6 separate regions of the Mus musculus genome follow, and all the other regions are linked to region 5. Evidence: chromatin contacts called from public HiCAR-type and promoter capture Hi-C data. All regions are on one chromosome and are shown on one strand. The core of a region is the stretch at or near the end of the contact, and the rest is flanking DNA. Distances in the headings are between cores, read along the strand shown.

Evidence for each region. Promoter capture Hi-C pulls out the DNA fragments that hold promoters and counts their contacts. HiCAR-type assays count read pairs that join an accessible place to other places. Capture Hi-C pulls out chosen DNA fragments and counts their contacts.
Region 1: a promoter capture Hi-C map of pre-B cells shows a contact between it and region 5. The contact joins the promoter of Mtcl1 here to the promoter of Zbtb14 in region 5. A contact is called at or near these places in 2 of 39 promoter capture datasets (liver and pre-B cells) and 3 of 115 datasets of contacts at active chromatin or transcription factors (astrocytes, large pre-B cells and pro-B cells).
Region 2: a contact with region 5 is called in a promoter capture Hi-C map of adipose tissue, with 5 times the contacts expected there. The contact joins the promoter of Rab12 here to the promoter of Zbtb14 in region 5. A contact is called at or near these places in 3 of 39 promoter capture datasets (the C10 cell line, hippocampal neurons and pre-B cells), 1 of 484 Hi-C or Micro-C datasets (the G1E-ER4 cell line), 1 of 115 datasets of contacts at active chromatin or transcription factors (astrocytes) and 2 of 9 other capture datasets (adipose tissue and liver).
Region 3: a HiCAR-type map of astrocytes shows a contact between it and region 5, with 2.7 times the contacts expected there. The contact joins the promoter of Wdr43 here to the promoter of Zbtb14 in region 5. A contact is called at or near these places in 4 of 39 promoter capture datasets (the 3T3-L1 cell line, liver and pre-B cells), 1 of 484 Hi-C or Micro-C datasets (the G1E-ER4 cell line) and 1 of 115 datasets of contacts at active chromatin or transcription factors (astrocytes).
Region 4: a HiCAR-type map of astrocytes shows a contact between it and region 5, with 2.4 times the contacts expected there. The contact joins the promoter of Ptprm here to the promoter of Zbtb14 in region 5. A contact is called at or near these places in 2 of 39 promoter capture datasets (the 3T3-L1 cell line and hippocampal neurons) and 1 of 115 datasets of contacts at active chromatin or transcription factors (astrocytes).
Region 6: a HiCAR-type map of astrocytes shows a contact between it and region 5, with 4 times the contacts expected there. The contact joins the promoter of Ndc80 here to the promoter of Zbtb14 in region 5. A contact is called at or near these places in 5 of 39 promoter capture datasets (embryonic stem cells, hippocampal neurons, liver and 1 more) and 1 of 115 datasets of contacts at active chromatin or transcription factors (astrocytes).

Annotation. Positions count from the first base shown.
Region 1 is chr17:66,448,463-66,451,162 of GRCm38.p6, forward strand. Mtcl1 (microtubule crosslinking factor 1) reads right to left here and starts at 1,288. Exons shown (of 14, transcript NM_172963.4): 1 at 1-1,288. The coding sequence starts at 883.
Region 2 is chr17:66,518,340-66,521,161 of GRCm38.p6, forward strand. It overlaps Rab12 (RAB12, member RAS oncogene family), which reads right to left and starts at 1,331. Exons shown (of 6, transcript NM_024448.2): 1 at 1,009-1,331. The coding sequence starts at 1,231. It overlaps Gm41608 (a long non-coding RNA gene), which reads left to right. Exons shown (of 3, transcript XR_876914.3): 1 at 1-606.
Region 3 is chr17:71,614,590-71,617,565 of GRCm38.p6, forward strand. It overlaps Wdr43 (WD repeat domain 43), which reads left to right and starts at 1,626. Exons shown (of 18, transcript NM_175639.1): 1 at 1,626-1,896. The coding sequence starts at 1,672.
Region 4 is chr17:67,353,117-67,355,817 of GRCm38.p6, forward strand. It overlaps Ptprm (protein tyrosine phosphatase, receptor type, M), which reads right to left and starts at 1,343. Exons shown (of 31, transcript NM_008984.2): 1 at 841-1,343. The coding sequence starts at 913.
Region 5 is chr17:69,382,298-69,385,089 of GRCm38.p6, forward strand. Zbtb14 (zinc finger and BTB domain containing 14) reads left to right here and starts at 1,507. Exons shown (of 3, transcript NM_009547.3): 1 at 1,507-1,928. It overlaps Gm49894 (transcription initiation factor TFIID subunit 4-like), which reads right to left and starts at 1,884. Exons shown (of 3, transcript XM_030250167.1): 1 at 1,803-1,884; 2 at 879-1,714; 3 at 1. The coding sequence starts at 1,884.
Region 6 is chr17:71,525,474-71,528,173 of GRCm38.p6, forward strand. Ndc80 (NDC80 kinetochore complex component) reads right to left here and starts at 1,384. Exons shown (of 17, transcript NM_023294.2): 1 at 1,238-1,384; 2 at 160-269. The coding sequence starts at 260. It also overlaps a transcript of Spdya not described here.

The DNA of each region.
Region 1 (2,700 bases), core at 38-2,537, 2.9 Mb before region 5:
CAACATCCTCCTGAGAACCGGGTCCCGGGGACCCTGTGGAGGCCCCGCCTGGGCTGCTTCGGCCCCCGAGACAGGCACTGGCGACAGGGGGCGCCGCGAGCAGGATAGGGGGCTCGGGGCTGCCCGGCGGCGGCCCGCGGGATCCGGAGCTCGGAGTGGGTGCTCCGCGTATGGGTTCCCGGTCACTGGAGCCGGTGCCCGACTCAGCGTCGCTGCTGGCGGCGGGGAGTAGGCGCTGCTCATCAGACAAGGGTTCGGAGGCGCAGTCGGAGAGATCCGAGCTGCTGTCCGTGTGGTTGATACGACAGCCAGCCACCGAGGTCACAGAGAGGGTCACGGCGGGGACCCGGGAGGCGCGAGCCGGGGGCACGACGGCGCGAGCTGGAGGCGTCCCGGGGCCGCGCTTGGTTTTGCGACCCTTCGCGACGGCAGGCGGTGGCTCGGCCCCAGTCGGCCTCCCAACCCGGGACAGTGGCTCCGCCGGCCCCGCGCGCGCCGCCCTCCTGGTCCCCGGGACGGCCTTAGCGCCGCCCGCCGACCTGGCTCCGGCGCCCGGCGGCGGCTTGTCCTTCGCGCCGGGGACTACACCGCTGCGTCGGGAGAGGCGACCGGGCGCGGCCGGGGGCCCGGGCGACGGCGGCGCCTTCCCGGCAAGGCTAGGCGAGCGAGGAGCCGCGGGAGTCGGGGCACGGCCCGCAGAGGGGGTGGCCGTGGCGGGCCGCGTGTGCAGGTCCTTGAGGAAGGGTCTGGCGGGCGAGGGTGCGCGGTGCAGCCGCCTCCTCTCGGCCAGCGGGTGCAGGTGGTGGTGGCGGTGATGCTGGCCGGCTGGCTGCGGCTTGGTGTCCGGGGCGCCGCCGCCCGCGGGGCCGTTCAGCGTCTCCATGGCCCGGGCGGCGGCTGCGATCCGCAGCTCAGGCGGCAGATGCTCCGGGCGGCGGCGGCGGCGTGCAGCCTCCCCGCGCGCCCGGTCATCACTGACCCCCTGCCCCGCCCGGCGTGCACCCTGCGCTCCCGCCGTCCCCTCCCCCGCACTCAGCCGACCCGGGGGAGTGTGTCCCCTCGCTCAGGTCAACGGCGCTCGGATCCTCCTGGCACAGCCGCCACGGCCGCTCGCATCCCCTGCACCGTGCGTTCAGAGAGCTGAAGTGGCCGCCACCGCGGCCTCGCACAAAAACACTTGTCTGGCGACGCGCGCCCGGCTCCCGAGTTCCGCTCCCCGCCCACTGCCAGTCCGCGGGGGATCGGCAGCCACGGCTTCTGCTCGGCTGCTCCGGCGGAGAGAAGCTGCTGCACGCGCGTCCCCCTCCGTCCCCAGCCCGACGCGCACGCCCCGCCTCCTGCTAGCGGGACGGGGAGGGGGCGGGGCGGGCAGGAGGCGGGGCTGCAGCTCGGGGGACGCGGGAGACGCAGAGCCCGAGTGCCCACGCGTCCACGCAGCAGAGGACCACTCTTTGCCTTTGGATGTACTGGGGCTACCACCCTGAGCCGGCTAGGAAGGGAAGAAGCTGGGGTGAAGGGAGGGAAGAGGGCGGGCATCGGCCACTTGGGGACACTTCAGGTGCAGGCGGGGTAGAGGGCCCCTCTGCGGTGGGTGCCAGCCTTCTCTCTGTTCCACCCAGCCCCCTCTATCTGACTCCTGCCTCCCCTCTTCGCTTCGCTGCCCACCGCTCTCCCCAGAGCTTCTTTAAGGATTCCTGGTACCGGATGCAGCGTCAGGACCGACACAGCGCTCCACAGTTGGCACCCCCAGTGGCCTGGGCAGCTCTGAAAGGGAGGAGCCGCTGTAGAAATCGGAGAAGCAGCTCGTCAAGCCGGGGTCTGAAAGGGAGCTCACATTTATAGTTCCGGCGACCTTGCTCCAGGCACTGCTTCTACTCGCATGATGACAGTCCCGAATTCGAAATCCTGTTTTCAGAAGGAGACATGGGCACGAGGAAGTGAAGTGGCTTGTTTGAACTCCGGGGCTGAGCGGGGATTCAAACCTAGGTCTACCGGAGTCTCAGCAGTACACGTTTGCCTTAGAGCACCAAGGAGCCTGAGGGTTCCGCTCCGTGGGCAAGGTACTTGACCTTTTGGGTCTCCGATTCCCGCCTCACCTGTAGAATCAGAGAAAACCGAATGTAGATGTATTCTGATTAACTGAGCAAAGAGAAGGACTCACCCGTCCACTGTAAAGTGCTTTTGACAGATGTTCCGTGTGGTTTATATCCCAGGCTTTGGATGTTGGGCAATAAGCGCCCCGAGGACAAGTCTAAGTTGTCCTCTATCTAGATTCGGGATTTGGGGAGCAGGGATGAACAAGAAGAAGACGCCAGCGGGGAAATCCTGTGTGTTTCCTGAAAGATGCTGGTCTTGAAGTTCACAGCACAGTTAAGTGGGACAGGGCTTAGACCTAAAGCTGTGGAGTGGAAAGTGAAGGATTCTGGTTGATCTTATTTGCTGAGAAAGATCCCAGAGCCGCAGGGTGGGGCAGAGGGCATGGTGTGGGTGACTGCATCCCGAAGCACGAGGAGAGTACAGACTTGAAATGTTAAAGGAAAATTGTACTCAAAGTCCGTGGTCTTAACGACAGAATGGCCTTCCGTAGCCCGAACCGTCAGAAGCTGCAGGAAATGGCTTTTTTTTTTTTTTTTTTTTTTTTGATTATAAACCAGAAGATAGAATGTCTTGTTGGGGCTTGAGCTCAGATCCTATTGAAAC
Region 2 (2,822 bases), core at 81-2,580, 2.9 Mb before region 5:
TAGCCCTGGCTGTCCTGGAACTCACTGTGTAGACAGACCAGGCTGGCCTCGAAATCAGAGATCCACCTTCCTCTCCTTGGGGCTAGGATTCAGGGAGAACGCTAGATTTTTTGTCACTCTGTCCAGTCCCTCCTGCTCACCCCCTTTTTCTATAAGCCACCCCAAATGAGAGTTTTCCAGGTAGCTTTTCCATGGTCACAACTGTTTCCCATAACCCCAACAAACCTCTATGTCAAGCCCTGTCAATCCAGTGTCACTAAAAACATTCCCTTGCAGTTTCAAACCCAGATCCCGAGGAAGGTAACAGGAGCGTTACCTATGGATTTCCCGGTAATTCACCGACCTCGGGTGGGTGCCGGGAAATCGCCCTTACTTTGCCCGCCTATCCACCCGGTTATTTGAGGTCAAGGATAAACACAGCTGAAATCCCTTTGCCCTACATTTGTGCACAGAACAAGAAAGAAACCCGAGTGTAGCTTTAGCGCGAACTGTCTCTGCAACAAACTTCTTTTCTGTAAACCACGAAAATAGACAGAAAATGAGAAAGCAAACCTTGGTCCATCCCTCCAGCCTGCAAAGCTGCGAGGTCCGGACCCATTTAAGATGGTGAGTAACCCCGGGGCACTGCACTGGTGGGTGGCCTTCAGCTCTACTTTCGGTTCACAAAGCCGTTTTCCTGGGTGAGCAGGAGTAACGGACCGGGAGTTTCCGCGGATGCATCACCCGGACCTCATGACTGGTGAAGGCTCCGGGAGGGAATGTTTGGGCTTCGGGGGTCCGACACCCGCGGAAAGGCCACGGAAAAGCTCGGTCTGGCCACAAGAGAGGGTCGGGCTTCCACGGAGACCTGGGCTGTGCGCGGCTCGGATGCCAGATGTGCCCACGGCGGGTATGCCCGGGCATCCGTAGGATGATTCGTTGAGGCCCTGGGAGAGGGTCAGAGCTTCCATGGGGACAGGGACCGGGCCCCGACCTCCCCCAGGCCCACCCGCCACAGGCCCGGCGTACCCACGGTGGACTTGCAGGCCTCGCAGAACGTGTCGTCGGTGAAGCGCTCCATCAGGCTGGTCTTGCCCACGCCGCGGGAGCCGATGATGATGACCTGCAGCTTGAAGTCGGCCGGCCTGGGGGGCTGCTTCCTCCGGCGGGCCTGGCCGCCCGACAGCGCCGGGGAGACCGCGCCCAGGCTGCCGCCCGCGGGCCGCCGGTGCAGCGCGGCGCTGGGATCCATGCACGCATACGGCTCGCGCTCGGGCCGCCGTCCGCGCGCCCCGGGCCCCCGCGCACCCTCCACCCGCTCCGCGCTACCGCCGCCGCCGCCGCCGCCGGGAGTAGAGGAAGGGAAGCAGCTTCTCCGCAGCAGCGGTAGCAGCATCCCGGACCGGGAGGGGCAGGAAGCGCAGGCGCGGCGCCACGCGGGACTGGAGCCCGCCCCCTGTCGGTCGGAGGACCGAGCCGTGCGCTCCGCTCCGTGGGGTGTATGTTATGTGTGGGTCGCTCTCCGTCACCCCTGTTCCCTCGGCCCTCCCCACTCGGCGCACTTTCACTCGTGGTTTATCCTCATCGTGCACCGTTCCCAAGAACCACACACTTCTTTTTAGCAGCCCGTCCCAAACGTGTCTCAAAGTGCATATAGCCTGTGATCATCTTCCAGAATTTAGGGTGTTTGGGTGCTGGGGGTCTCGGTCTGGCCCACGCGGGGTTAGGGTGTGAACGCCACTTTGGAGGAAGCCCACGTACCCTGGCAGGGCCGCACCTCTGCGTGCACTTTTCCTGTGGGGCCCCGAGGAATCAGCTATCTTAAATGGATCTTAAAAGTCTTCCTCAGACTTACAGTTCGTAAAATTCAGTGAGTGACATGCACCTTAGGGGAAGCCAGCAGGTAAAAACTCAGATGACAAGCGACCTAAACTCCGAAGGTTTAGGTACTGACTTGGGTGTGTTATTTTGCCATTTCTACTTGAAAGTATTTACGGCTACAGAAGCTTGCCAGGGATTTATTTAGCAAATTCCTTTGCGTGAACTTGAGCACCTCGGAACACAGGGTTCTAAACATGATAGGAGCTGGCATGCTTGCGAAGAATGATCACATTACTCACCAAATTTCAGCCGTATTTAGAGCTAAGTTTACTAATACATAGCGCATGCGTTTGTTTTGCCATGGATGCACAGTTGAAGAAATCACATTATTTTGCAAAAGTAATCCCAATTGGATTTTTAAAAATGTTATAGCCTATTCTAAATTATCGTTCTTTTTTTCTTGGCGGTACTGGGGATGGAACCTAGAGGCTCACATGGGAATGAATGAAAAGACTCTTTTCATCTATCACTGTTGCAAAAACGTCAATACAAAAGAACAACAAAACAATAAGCCATACACCCTGTTGCAGACTCCAAAGGATGATATAAATGCAAGGTATTCAACTGTTCCTAGTAGGCAGGTGACTCTGCATAACTTGTAAGGTTAAAGACCCTGGCATCCAAAATAGTATCTCTTCCCCCATAGGCAGGTCTATAATGTACCAGAATAGTGGATGTCTTAAATGGGGGAGTTTGGAAAGAAATCCACAGGACTCGGGTTCCATGCTTGTTTGCGTCTTTAAGCCAATTATCAAGGTTACTCCAGGATGCTTCAGCACTTTGGCACATACCAGAAAGCCAGTATTACAGGGACGAATGAATGAATGAATGTGAACAAAGTCATCACAGATAACTATATAAAGAAAGGTGGCTGACTTTGTGCTCGTTCTTAAGCCCCAGACTGTGTAATAAAAGGGGTGCTCTCATATCCTGCCTTACAATTATTCCCCCATCATGCCAAA
Region 3 (2,976 bases), core at 376-2,875, 2.2 Mb after region 5:
GGGTGCAGGAACAGGTGTGGGAGGAGCAGGGGAGATCTATAGAGGGTAAGGAAATTGAACATAGGCATGTAGCAACGGGGATGGGTAGCTAACAGAAAGTCCCAGACGCTAGGAAAGCAAGAGGTTTACAGGACCCAAGGGGGATGACTTTAGCTGAATTACCCAACAAAGGGGAGAGAGAACCTGTATCCAGAGGTTAGGCACGGTCCCTGGTTGAGAGATGGGGCCATTAACCCTTCTCAAAATTTTAACCCAGAATTGCTCCTGTTTAAAGGAAATACATGGACAAAGAGTGGAGCAGAGACTAAAGGAAAGGCCTTCCAGAGACTGCCCCACCTGGAGATCCATCCCATATACAGCCACCAAACCTAAATACTATTGCTGATGCCAGGAAGTGCTTGCTGATAGGAGCCTGATATGGATGTCTCCTGAGAGGCTCTTGCAGCCCCATTGGAAGAACAACATCAACCAACCAGTACCATCAGAGCTCCCAGAGACTAAACCATCAACCAAAGAGTACACAGGAGGGACCCATGGCTCCAGCTGCATATGTAGCAGAGGATGGCCTTGTTTGTCGTCAAAGGGAGTGGAGGCCCTTGGTCCTGTGAAGACATGATGCCCCGGCGTAGGGGAATGCTAGAGTGGTGGGGCGGGAGTGTGCATGTGGGTGAGGAAGCAGCCTGGGGGAGGTGGGTAGGATGGGGGTTCTAGGAGAGGAAACCCGGGGGGGGGGTAACATTTGAAATTTAAATAAACAAAATAACCAATAATTAAAAAAAAAGAACCAATAAAATAAGGAAAAAATTTCTTCTATCTATCTATCATTTATCTTTTGGAGACAGTTTCCCTATAGTCCTCGATGTTATAGAATTCAGTTTCTAGACCGTGCCTGCGTCTGCCTCAGATAGAGTGCTGGGATTAAAAGGCACACATCCAGATGGGAATATATGTTTGGTTTCTCTTTTCTTTTTTTTTTTTTTTCTTTTGTGTGTGTGTGTGTGTGTGTGTGTGTGTTGTTTTTTGTTTTTTGAGACAGGGTTTCTCTGTATAGCCCTGGCTGTCCTGGAACTCACTCTGTAGACCAGGCTGGCCTCGAACTCAAAAATCCGCCTGCCTCTGCCTCCCAAGTGCTGGGATTAAAGGCGTGAGGCACCACCGCCCGGATTCTTTATTTACACCCAACTTGACCTCCTCTCTTGTCCAATAGTATCTCTGTGTGTTAACACAGATAAAAGAGGCATCTTGTTTCTTCAAGCCCCAACTCTAACTTTGATAGAACTATGATTGGATAATTATTGTACGTACATGGCCACGTCCTCGAAGAGACTAAAGAAACATGGAAACAGCTGTTACAATCTCGGAGATGTAAGTAAATATTTCTTTTAAACATTTCGTCTAGTTGTTTCATAGGACGTAGTTTTAAAAGAAGGATCTGGCTCGGTAGTATGCAAATCACTTCCCCTCGCGCTTCCTTCGCAGGACAAGTTAAGAAGGACCCCACTGAGCCACCGTCCACAGGGTGGGCCCGGCTAAACGCTGGCCTGCGTCACGACCAGCCACTTCTTGGGCTCTCAGCGTTCCCTCCGCCCCACTTCCTCCCTGCAGGCCCCACCCCGCGCCGGTGCGCCTGCGCCCGGGCGAACACGTGGCTGCCGCGGAGCCAGAGCAGCAATGGCGGCCGGAGGCGGCGGTAGCTACGACCCCTTGGCCCCGGCGGGGGTCCCCTGCGCCTTCTCGCCGGACAGTCAAGCCTACTTCGCTTTAGCCTCTAGTGACGGTCAGCTGCGAGTATGGGAGACCGCCAACAACCGGCTGCACCAGGAGTACGTGCCTTCCGCGCACCTCAGCGGTACCTGCACCTGCCTGGCCTGGGCGCCAGCACGGCTGCAGGCCAAGGTAGGATGAGCGGGGACGGCGACGGGGACGGGGACCTCCTGCCGGGCTGCGGCATCCCGGGCCGGGCGGCGAGGCGCGTGGCACCCCTGGCGCGCGTGGCCCGGGGCGTCCCGGGAGAGAGGAGGCGCGGAGCCGGGCCGGCGGCGCGCTTGGGCCGGCGCCGCGGCTGCAAAGTGCGGCCTGGCCCGAGGGGGGCTGCGGGAGGGTGCGGCCCGATCCCGCGGTCTCCACGAGGTCTGCACCCCGGCTGCTTCTGGGCCGCCATGTTCATCGAAGCCTCTGCTCCCCCGGGGGGCGGCCTCAGACTTCCCAGGCCTGGGTCCCCATCAGAGCTACCCGGTGCGCACTTTAGGACCGTCTCGCGCTTCCGCATCCCGGACCCCGGTATTGGTTTTGCTTTGGGCACTTGGAATGCGCACGTCTAGGTTAAGTTCCTTCCGGGAGCCCCTTCCCTCGGCTCGGATGCGTGTTCAACACGTGTTCCCTTCTGCCTCTAGGTTGTGGGATTCGTCGTCCCACAAACTCTTTTCCATTTCTAAGTTCCCTTCTTTCTCAGCGGAGGTACAGTGAAATAGAGTAGGGCATATGATGTAGGTCCTGGTGATTTTTTTTTTTTCTCTCGTAGTTGGGAAACTGCTTAGTTAGGGAATCCTTTTCGCTGTCAGGTAAATGCTGCTCACTGTTGACTCACCCGGTTAGATCTCGGCACGCACGTGGTTAGGCAGTCGGCAGGCAAAAATCTGGAACCGGTGTAAAAGGTATCCTAAAATATGTGACGTTTTGCTGTCACTGATGTTAAAGTTGTTGGGATAGCTTACTCCTTCCCATCCCAAGAGTAAACTTTCACATAAATTTATTTTATCTAAGTTGCTATACTCTGTGTGACAGTGGTTAGCTACTTACCGGATTCCAGCTTTTCTTGGTGACAAAGAGCAGATATGAGGCCCTATAAGTCAAACATAATCAGATTTGTGAAAGTTATGTAATTGTCAGCATTAGAGCTGCTGCACTTTTTTTTTTAACTTTATACAGTTTTCTTTTTAACTTAACAGTCCTGTAAAGTGGTGAGAGTACTTACTA
Region 4 (2,701 bases), core at 93-2,592, 2.0 Mb before region 5:
TGACCCCTGACTCTGGTCCAGATCCCTCTGTCTACACCAAGAGCTCCTCAAGGCTCGCGAAGCCTGGGTGAGCACAGCCTCCGGTTGGCTTGATGCACACAGCCAGTACGTGCCCCCTCCTTTCAGCTAGGACCCCCGCGCAGCTGAGCTGGGTTAGCAAGTTGTCCGGACCCGGGCTGCACACCTTTAGGGAGGCCGAGGATGGAATCTGGGCGCTCAGCCACAGTGGCGAGGGCTTGGGGAGCAGCAGATTCCTCTAGGATCTCAGAAACCTCCCGCGGTGCAGAAAGGGAACGCTGGCACAGCGAAGCCGCGCCACAGAGGGGACCCGCTGAGGTCGCCCACCGCGCCGGGCAGGGGGCGGCAGGGATGTCAAGTTTGGGGTGGTCGCCAGCTACACCTCTAGGTTTGACGCTCGCCGCAAGCTCAGCTGAGCACTGGCAGTCCACCGCGGCTGCCTCCAGGGTCGAGAGGCCCGCTCAGCGCCTACTCCCGGCGGCTACAGCTGGGAACTTTAGGCAAAGTTTTCTGCCCTTCCTGCCCAGGCCGCCCAAGAACACTGAGCCCCCATGCACAAGTCCAGGCCCTGAGGGTACAGGGGCCGAGATGGAGGTCCCTGTTTCTGCGCCCGTGCTTGTCCTGCGGGCTCCTGCGTGTACTGTACGGGCTCCGTGGCTCCACAGCTGTTTTCCTCCGGCCATCCGCCAGCCCGGCTCACCCGCTACGCGATGCCGGGTCTTCCCTGCCCCTGCCCGGCCCTGAAGCTCGCCTCGGACTTCTCCCACCCGGGTGTCGCCTACGTCCCAGGCGCCCCGGGAACGGTAGTGGTGTCTCGCTTACCTGAAAATGTTTCTCCGGCCGCAGTTAGCAAAAGTCCAGCTAAAGTCACCAGGCAAGTCCCAAGTGTCCTCATGGTGCTGAGTACGCGCCGGGCCGCCTCGGGGCGGCGGCGGCCGGTAGCCTCGGGAAGCCAAGGGAGACCCGAGCCTAAGCTGCAGGCTGCCAGGGTAGACGCGACAGCAGCGAAACACCAGACCCCAAAGTGACAACAGTTGCACAAGTCCGAAGTCCCGCGGCTCCCGGGCGTGGGGACGGCGTCCTGGATCCTCCTGCCCTCCCGCTGGCCCCCGCTTAGAGTCTGGCGCCACGGGGAGAGAGAGCGGAGGGCGCGCCCGCGGAGCCCAAATCCTCGCTGGGATCCGGTGATGAGCCCGCCTAAGCGCTACCCCTAATCGGGACCGAGCCGCCCGCGGCGCCGTGGCCGTGGCCGTGGCTGTGATCGCGCGCTTGTAGCCCGCCGCCTCTCCCACAGCCCCAGCCACCTCCGGCAGTGGCGCGCCGATGGCCGAGCCCGCGCAGGCTGCGCGCGGGGCTCCTGCTCCGCGACTGACTGGCGATGCCCCGCAGGCCGGCTGGAAGGAGCCCACGTCACGGCCGGGCCGGAGCCGCCGCGGCCCGCTAGAGGGCGCGAGCGCCCGTGTCCCCGGCCCCGGGCCAGCTCGGCCTGCGCGGCGCCTGCGGGCTCTGTGGGGCGGCCACCAGCAAGATGCGGGCGGGACCCGGCGGGCAGGAGCAACCTCCCGGGGCGCCACCCTCGACCCTAGCTCGCCTCCGCAGCGCCTCGGGTTTCCCACGCTGGCCTCGGGGACAGGGACCGCGCCCCAGCCAGAAGTTTGTCCCGGGTCACGGACGGCGAGTAGTTGGAGCGCGCCAGGCACGGGGCGGTAGTGTCCCGGGCGGTGGCGGTGGCGGCTGGCTTGCGAGCGCCGACCAGGAAGAAGCCAGAGCCGCCAGCGCCCAGGGCCGCTTGATCTGCTGCTTTCAAGGGACACACAAGCCTCTGTGCCCGAGCCCCGCGCCTGAGAAGCAGGATGCGCTTCTGCCGCTCCACTGCGTGGTGTCGCCGCCAGTGCGGCCCGGAGCTAGGAAGACAGCAGTTGCATGGAACCATGGATTGGGCAGAACCGAGGATTTCTGCAGCTGGTGCAAATGGAGAGTGTCTTGAAACATTTTAATTTGCCGTTTGGGGTCTGAGACGACTATTTTATTAAGTGAACACAAACGCTATTAATGATTAAATTAAAACTCAAATTCAAGATTTTATTTCATTTTATTTTATTTTATTTTATTTTATTTTATTTTTAAAAGCCGTTCTTCATCTTGCTCAGAGTACAGCCATTAGGGCACCTGTAGGTTATTTACCAAGCTAACTGCGGGCCATGCTGGTTAAACTAAGATCCCAATTTGTGTTGTGATACATGCAAGTAGGTTAGTGCTCAACAAGAGCTCTTACATTGCTTTCCCTGGGGGACCTTTACACTGTCTTTGGCTGCTTAGTGGTGCTTTAAAGACCAAAGAAATAAGTGACTCTCCCACTCCTCTGGTTTAAGGCTCTCTGGTGGCCCCAGAACCGGCCAAAGATGACGTTTGCGATCATCTCCCAGGACATATGTGACCCAGTACTTTTATGTCTTCCAGACCAAACACAAGACCAGCTTGTTTTCAGGCAGGAGTCCTCATGAGGCCTTCCATTCATAAATCTCAGTGTTAACCATTCACTTGCCACTATCCTATGCCGCCACTAGCCTTTATCTGAAAACGAGCCTGCTGGGCTTCTCCTGAACTTGGAAGGGAATTTTTGAAGTCTCATACTTAATTCAAAAGGATCAACAAGTGACAGAGGTTTAATCCGCCACTTGAT
Region 5 (2,792 bases), core at 257-2,756:
CCTGGGTAAACGTAAAGGCACCAATTAGTCTGGTAGATCTAGAGCTTTGGGATTGAGCAGTTTGTCCAGGGTGACCGGAATTTCCCCTTATACTCCAAATCAAAAATGGCACTTCATTTGCTCTGCAAATGCCTGCTCCCCATAAACAATGCCTCAGTGGCACGAACCAAGCCATGAGCCTGGATATTCGGTCGAGACGGTACAGGGGAGACAGACGGTGCACCGGGACACCTGCCCAAAAGCCAGGCCGAGCTCAGCGCCCGAACCGTGCGCGCCCAGGGGCAGACATGGCCCACGCACATGCACACGCACACGCACGGGAGCGCAGGCTCCCCGCGTTCCCGACGCAGTGCCGAGGCCGGGCGCCGGCGGGAGCCCTGGAGTCGGGAGCTCCAGGAGGGGGCGGGTGCTCGAGAAAGGAGCTCGTGCATTCGCTCCCCTGGCCGGCAGAAGCCCCGCCCCGACCCCGCCCACCCCCTTCTCCCGCGCGCGGGCTCCGCGCGCCCCTTGCCGCGCGCGTGCGCGCGCGTGCGCAGGCCAGGGCTCTCCGCGGGCGGCCCCGTAGACCCAGGGAAAGCAACCACCCGTCAGGTCCCAGATTAACCCTTTCCTCGCTCGCTCACGAGGGAGGCCCCAGCCAGTTCCGTGCCTGCGCAAGCGGCGGCGCGCCTTCTCTCCCCCCCACTACCCCGGAGCCCGCACCGCGCATGCACGGGGAGGGGGGTGGTGGGGGTGTTCGCGGCGGGTTGGCTAGTGTGTGCTCGTGCAGGAGGAGGGCTGCCACCACCAGGGACGTGCACGATTCCCCCCCTACCCCACCCCCTCCCCAAACTCAGAAAAAAAAAAATTAAAAAAAAATCCAAAACACTGCCACCCACCGTGCCCCCGCGTCCATCCCGTCCCTGGCTTGCGCGCTGCCGAGCGAGGGAGCCCACAGCGACAGCGAGCGTCTGTAGCGGTGCCAAGCTGCAGGTAAGCGCGGGCCGGGTGCTGGAAGGGCCGGGGACGGGCGCGGGGACGCGGGGGCAGCCGGCGGCGGGCGCGGCCGGGGCGGCTGCGAGGAGGCGCGTTCCCGCCGAGCTCCGGGGCAGCAGCCAGCTGCAGGATGTGGCGGCGCAGCGCGGTGCGAGCGGGATCGGGGCGTGGGCCGCGGTTGGGCGTGGGGGGCCGGGCGTCCCCGGTGGCTGCGCAGGCCAGCGAGCGGGTGGGGAAGAGGCCAGGCGGCGGCCCCGCGCGCGCGCTCTCTCTCCGCGGCCGAGTTCATGGCCGCCTGGCTCTCCGCGCCGCAGTGCACCGCGGTGGGGGTGGGGACGGCCGAGCCGGGCCCGAGCGCGGCCCGCGGGGCGCCGCCCCTCGCAGCTGTGGTTTCCCCCGGAGCCGACGGGACCCCCCGCGCACGCTCCCCCGCCTGCGTCCGCCGAGCTCCGGGGAGCCGGCCGCGCGCCGCCCCCGCCCTTGGCCGCGGGAGGGCGCGGGAGGACCAGACGCGCAGGCCGCGGAGTGCGCGGGGCGCGAGCTCGGGGCTCGCGGGCGGAGCAGGGCGCGGCGCGGCGCGGGGCTGCGGAACCGGCCGCATGCCCGCTCCCGAGCTCGTCGCGCCGCCGGGGCTGCTGCGGGCCAAGGAAGAGAGCCTCGCGCCCGCGCCGCGACCTGGAGAAGTGGAGGATGGTGGAAGGGAAGGTGGCCCGTCGCTGGCGGGCACAGCTCAGGGGAGCTTTTGTTTAGGAGAGAATGCTGAGGGCTCGCTGCATCCGGCGGCTCATTGGCTGCGAAATGCGAATGTGGGCTCCCCACGCGCGGACTGCGCCCCATGTCTTTCGCGGGGCCCCGGATTCCCCACTCCCAAGTTGTGCGGTCGCAACAGGGAAGTGGTGTGGCCGCCATTGTCGCAGCTGCTCCGGAATAAGGAGGCGGCTGCGGCTGCTTATGTAAGTTTGCTTTGGGAAAGCCTGGCTCTGTGCTCGGTGAGGACGCCTTAACGCTCCCGCGATTTGGGGAGCTGCTAGCAAGGAGCTGCTTTATAGTATTATAGGTGTTGGGCTATGTCTTGTCCTACACCTACTTACACACATACTGGCAATGGTTATCTTCAGGTTTGACTCATTTGAACTTAGCAATGGGAACATCTCTATAGGGGGAAAAAAAAACCGAGCCGATTGCCCTGTGACCTCCTTTGAAAAAGAATTACACACTCACCAGAATCGAGAAGGCGTACGCACGCTGATATGTTGCCATAGCTACCATAGGGCCACTCTTCTCCCAAGTCCATGACCTCAGAAGTGCCACGGAGGGAATTTCTGCAGGGAATGCCTTCCCTTAGGCTGACTGCCGGCCCAGGGTGCATCTAGAACCCAGGAAGGCTGAGGTGAAGACTGGAGGGAGCATCCTTAGAAACTATCTTACCAGCCCTCACTCCGTGCACATGGGAAAGCCTGCTAACTCAGAGCCCTGTGATTCCTATAGTATGAACTTGTTATGGGTTCTCAGGATGTCGACCCTTTGGTGGAATCTCGGACAAAGTCATTGTGTAGGACTGTATTGTAACACGGCCACCTGCTTCTACTGCACTTGTGGGATTGGTGGTCAGTAGAGGAAATTTTTGTTCTTCAAAGCCTGTTGGGCTGCAGGATGTGGAGTTCTTTGGGTGAGAGTTAAGAACGAAAGAAAATTCTTTGAACCTGCATCCGGGGATGGAGGGAGAAAAATGTAAGATTTCTCCATGGCAGTCTTGGAGACAAGTTTGTAATTGTGTAGTAGACAAAGTGGCATGCTTATTTCTCCACTCTTTAGCT
Region 6 (2,700 bases), core at 134-2,633, 2.1 Mb after region 5:
TTATATTTCATTGCCCCCCTCCCCCTAATCCAGTACTACTGGGAGGAGACAGGAGTCACCAAGACATCACTTACACTTTTGTACTAACCATTTCTGGCACTTTTTTTTTTTCTCTAGACAGTAAAGTAAGCAGCTGAGAAGCACAGGGGAGGCACTTACGTTTGAGGGGTATAAAGGCCTGGCTTATTGAGGTCCAGGGTCCTTAACTCCTGCATAGAGAGGCGGCCAGCACCACAGGTGGAAACTGAACTGCGCTTCATTCTCGAAACCTAATTCAGGATTTCAGCGTTAGGAAAATGTTCCAGACTCAAGCAATTCAACGAGCAACAATTATTATCTTTATCCTCTAGTAGGAAAGCAACTAAGTTTGTTTCTGTACAACAATCGTTTCCTTGTATGCTATATTTATTTGTCCATGTAAACCGAAGTTCTTACAAAGAACACCTACGCAACTTCAAGTAGAAAAAAACGAGGCAGAAAAAAGAGGGGAAGATGGAGCTGAAAGTTTTGGGAGAAAAGGAGAGGGGACGACTGAGGAGAAGGAAAGTAGAGCAGAAGCACCTGGCCTGGAGAAGTTCTAAGGGGTCTCTTATATGGGGAAGATGGTAGTGTAGTGATAGATCTGCCCAATGTAGGCGCACAGCATGTATTCATATTAATTAAGTTGTGTTTTCATTGCCTGGGCTTATTTGGGTTGGAGATTTACTGCAACACCTTTCAACAAAGATAAACAATCCGGTTTACAACACAGGCTGCTCCCGCTTTTAAAACAAGTATCAAAATAATGTCTACGTTGGAGTCTGTCTTCATCTCTGCAGCATCAGACACTATGCACTCGGCCCTAGCTTCCACAGAGGGTTAGACAGATCGCATTTTTATTGTTGTTGTTTTGTCTTGAGCTAGGGGTGGAGAGTCAGACCCTTTAGCAAGCTGGGCTGAGCGCTGAGCACTGAGCCACACCCCTCCTTGTTTTGGTGGCTTGCGTTCAACCTAGTTTTACTCTCATGATTTCACTGGTTTCCAGTCATGTCCATACCAGGCTTTTAAGTTGCAGCATCAGCACGGGTACACAACACACCAATCAGCTTTCCCCCTGTCAGTCCCCACCTGTTAGCATCGCCTTCTCCCGCTACAAACGTTGCAGAGCCGGGCAGATCCCACCCCAGCTCCCTCGCAACAGTCAGCTCCAGCGCCGCGGACCATTTTAACACAGAGCTGATCCCATCTCAGCAGTTACCTTTCGCTCAGCTTCTCAACGAGACCCGGCGCCCAGCTTTCCGTAAACCGCACGACTGCACACGAAAACAGCCGCCCAAACCAGAGCGTCCGCTTCCGTCAACCCAAGGCGGTTTGAATTTTAAAGTTTCCGCCCGCGCTGACGTCAGGACTGCGACGGCGAGTACGCATGCGCGCTCGCTCAGCGCCCGCCCTCGTCGCCGGAAGTGTCCGCATCGGGGGCCAAGCGAGCTCTGGGCTCTTCCCAGGTCGTCGTTAGCGTCGGTGACCCGAAGGGAGTCCCGCCCTGTCCGGGAAGCTGGCATCTAGGACGAGTAGGGCTGTCCGGGCGGAGCGGCCCGAGCCCTCCTGGAATCAAGTTCCGTACAGCAATATGGCTGCGTCCTGGAAGTAGAAAGCGCGGGTTTGTCTCCGATAGGATGGAGGCCAGGACCCAAGCCTATGAGGCGGCGTGAGGTTCCTGACGTTAGGAGAGGCTGTCGAGTGTGGCGGTGGACGAGCCTGAGGGATATTTAACATCAGGCTTCCTCAAGTGCTCTGGATTCCCGCCGCCCAGCCTCGGAACAACAAGCAGGCGTTACTAGTTCCCGGATGGTGGTGGCCTGTCCCTGGGCTAAAGTGTAGATTCCTGGCTCTCGGCATTATTGTGCCGTTAGCTAGTTTTGAGCTAAGCAGTCCTTTTTTGAGTTTGAGGTTCCCTAGCGGTCACAGTGACTCCTCACTTTACGTCTCTACTGGGAAACCAAAATCTCAGGTATCACGAAGATCTCCATCACCAAATAGTAGTCAGCAGATATATTAGCAGGCATTATATTTCAGACTCTGTAAGCGGCAGTTCATTTACTTCTTGAAACTAATGGCATTAGAACATAAAAATGATCGTTTTAGTCGGGCGTTGTGGTACACACCTTTAATTTCCACGCTCTGGAAGCGGGGGTGGGGTGGGGGTAGGTTGTGGGGGAATCTCTGACCATCCTGGTTTACCTAGTGAGATCCGGGACAGCTAGAGCAACATAGACACTATATCAAAACAAAACAACCAACAAACCCAAGCAAAACCACCCCAAACAAAACCCACACGTACAAACAACTCCAAAAACTAAAGAGATAATTTTGAGGCTCAGTGAATTCAATGACTTTAGTTTGTATGTGGGGCAGGGTCCACACCCGAGAGAGTCTTGAATTTGAGGCCAGTTTGATGGACCTGGCATACACCAGGGCAACCTAGTGACTCTCTGTCTTTAAGAAACAAACACTATTCTGCAGTCAGTTGCATAAGAAATTTGACTATAAATGCTATTAGACGAGCCTTTAATTTATTTTTTATTCGGTTTTCTCTTAAGGTTTCCACTACATTATAATAAAGCTATATCCAGAAATGCAAAACATATCTTAAGTGAAGATAAAAATGTTCTGTAAAACCTAGTTACTGGAGTGTGGCTCAAACAGATTATAAATCTTGAA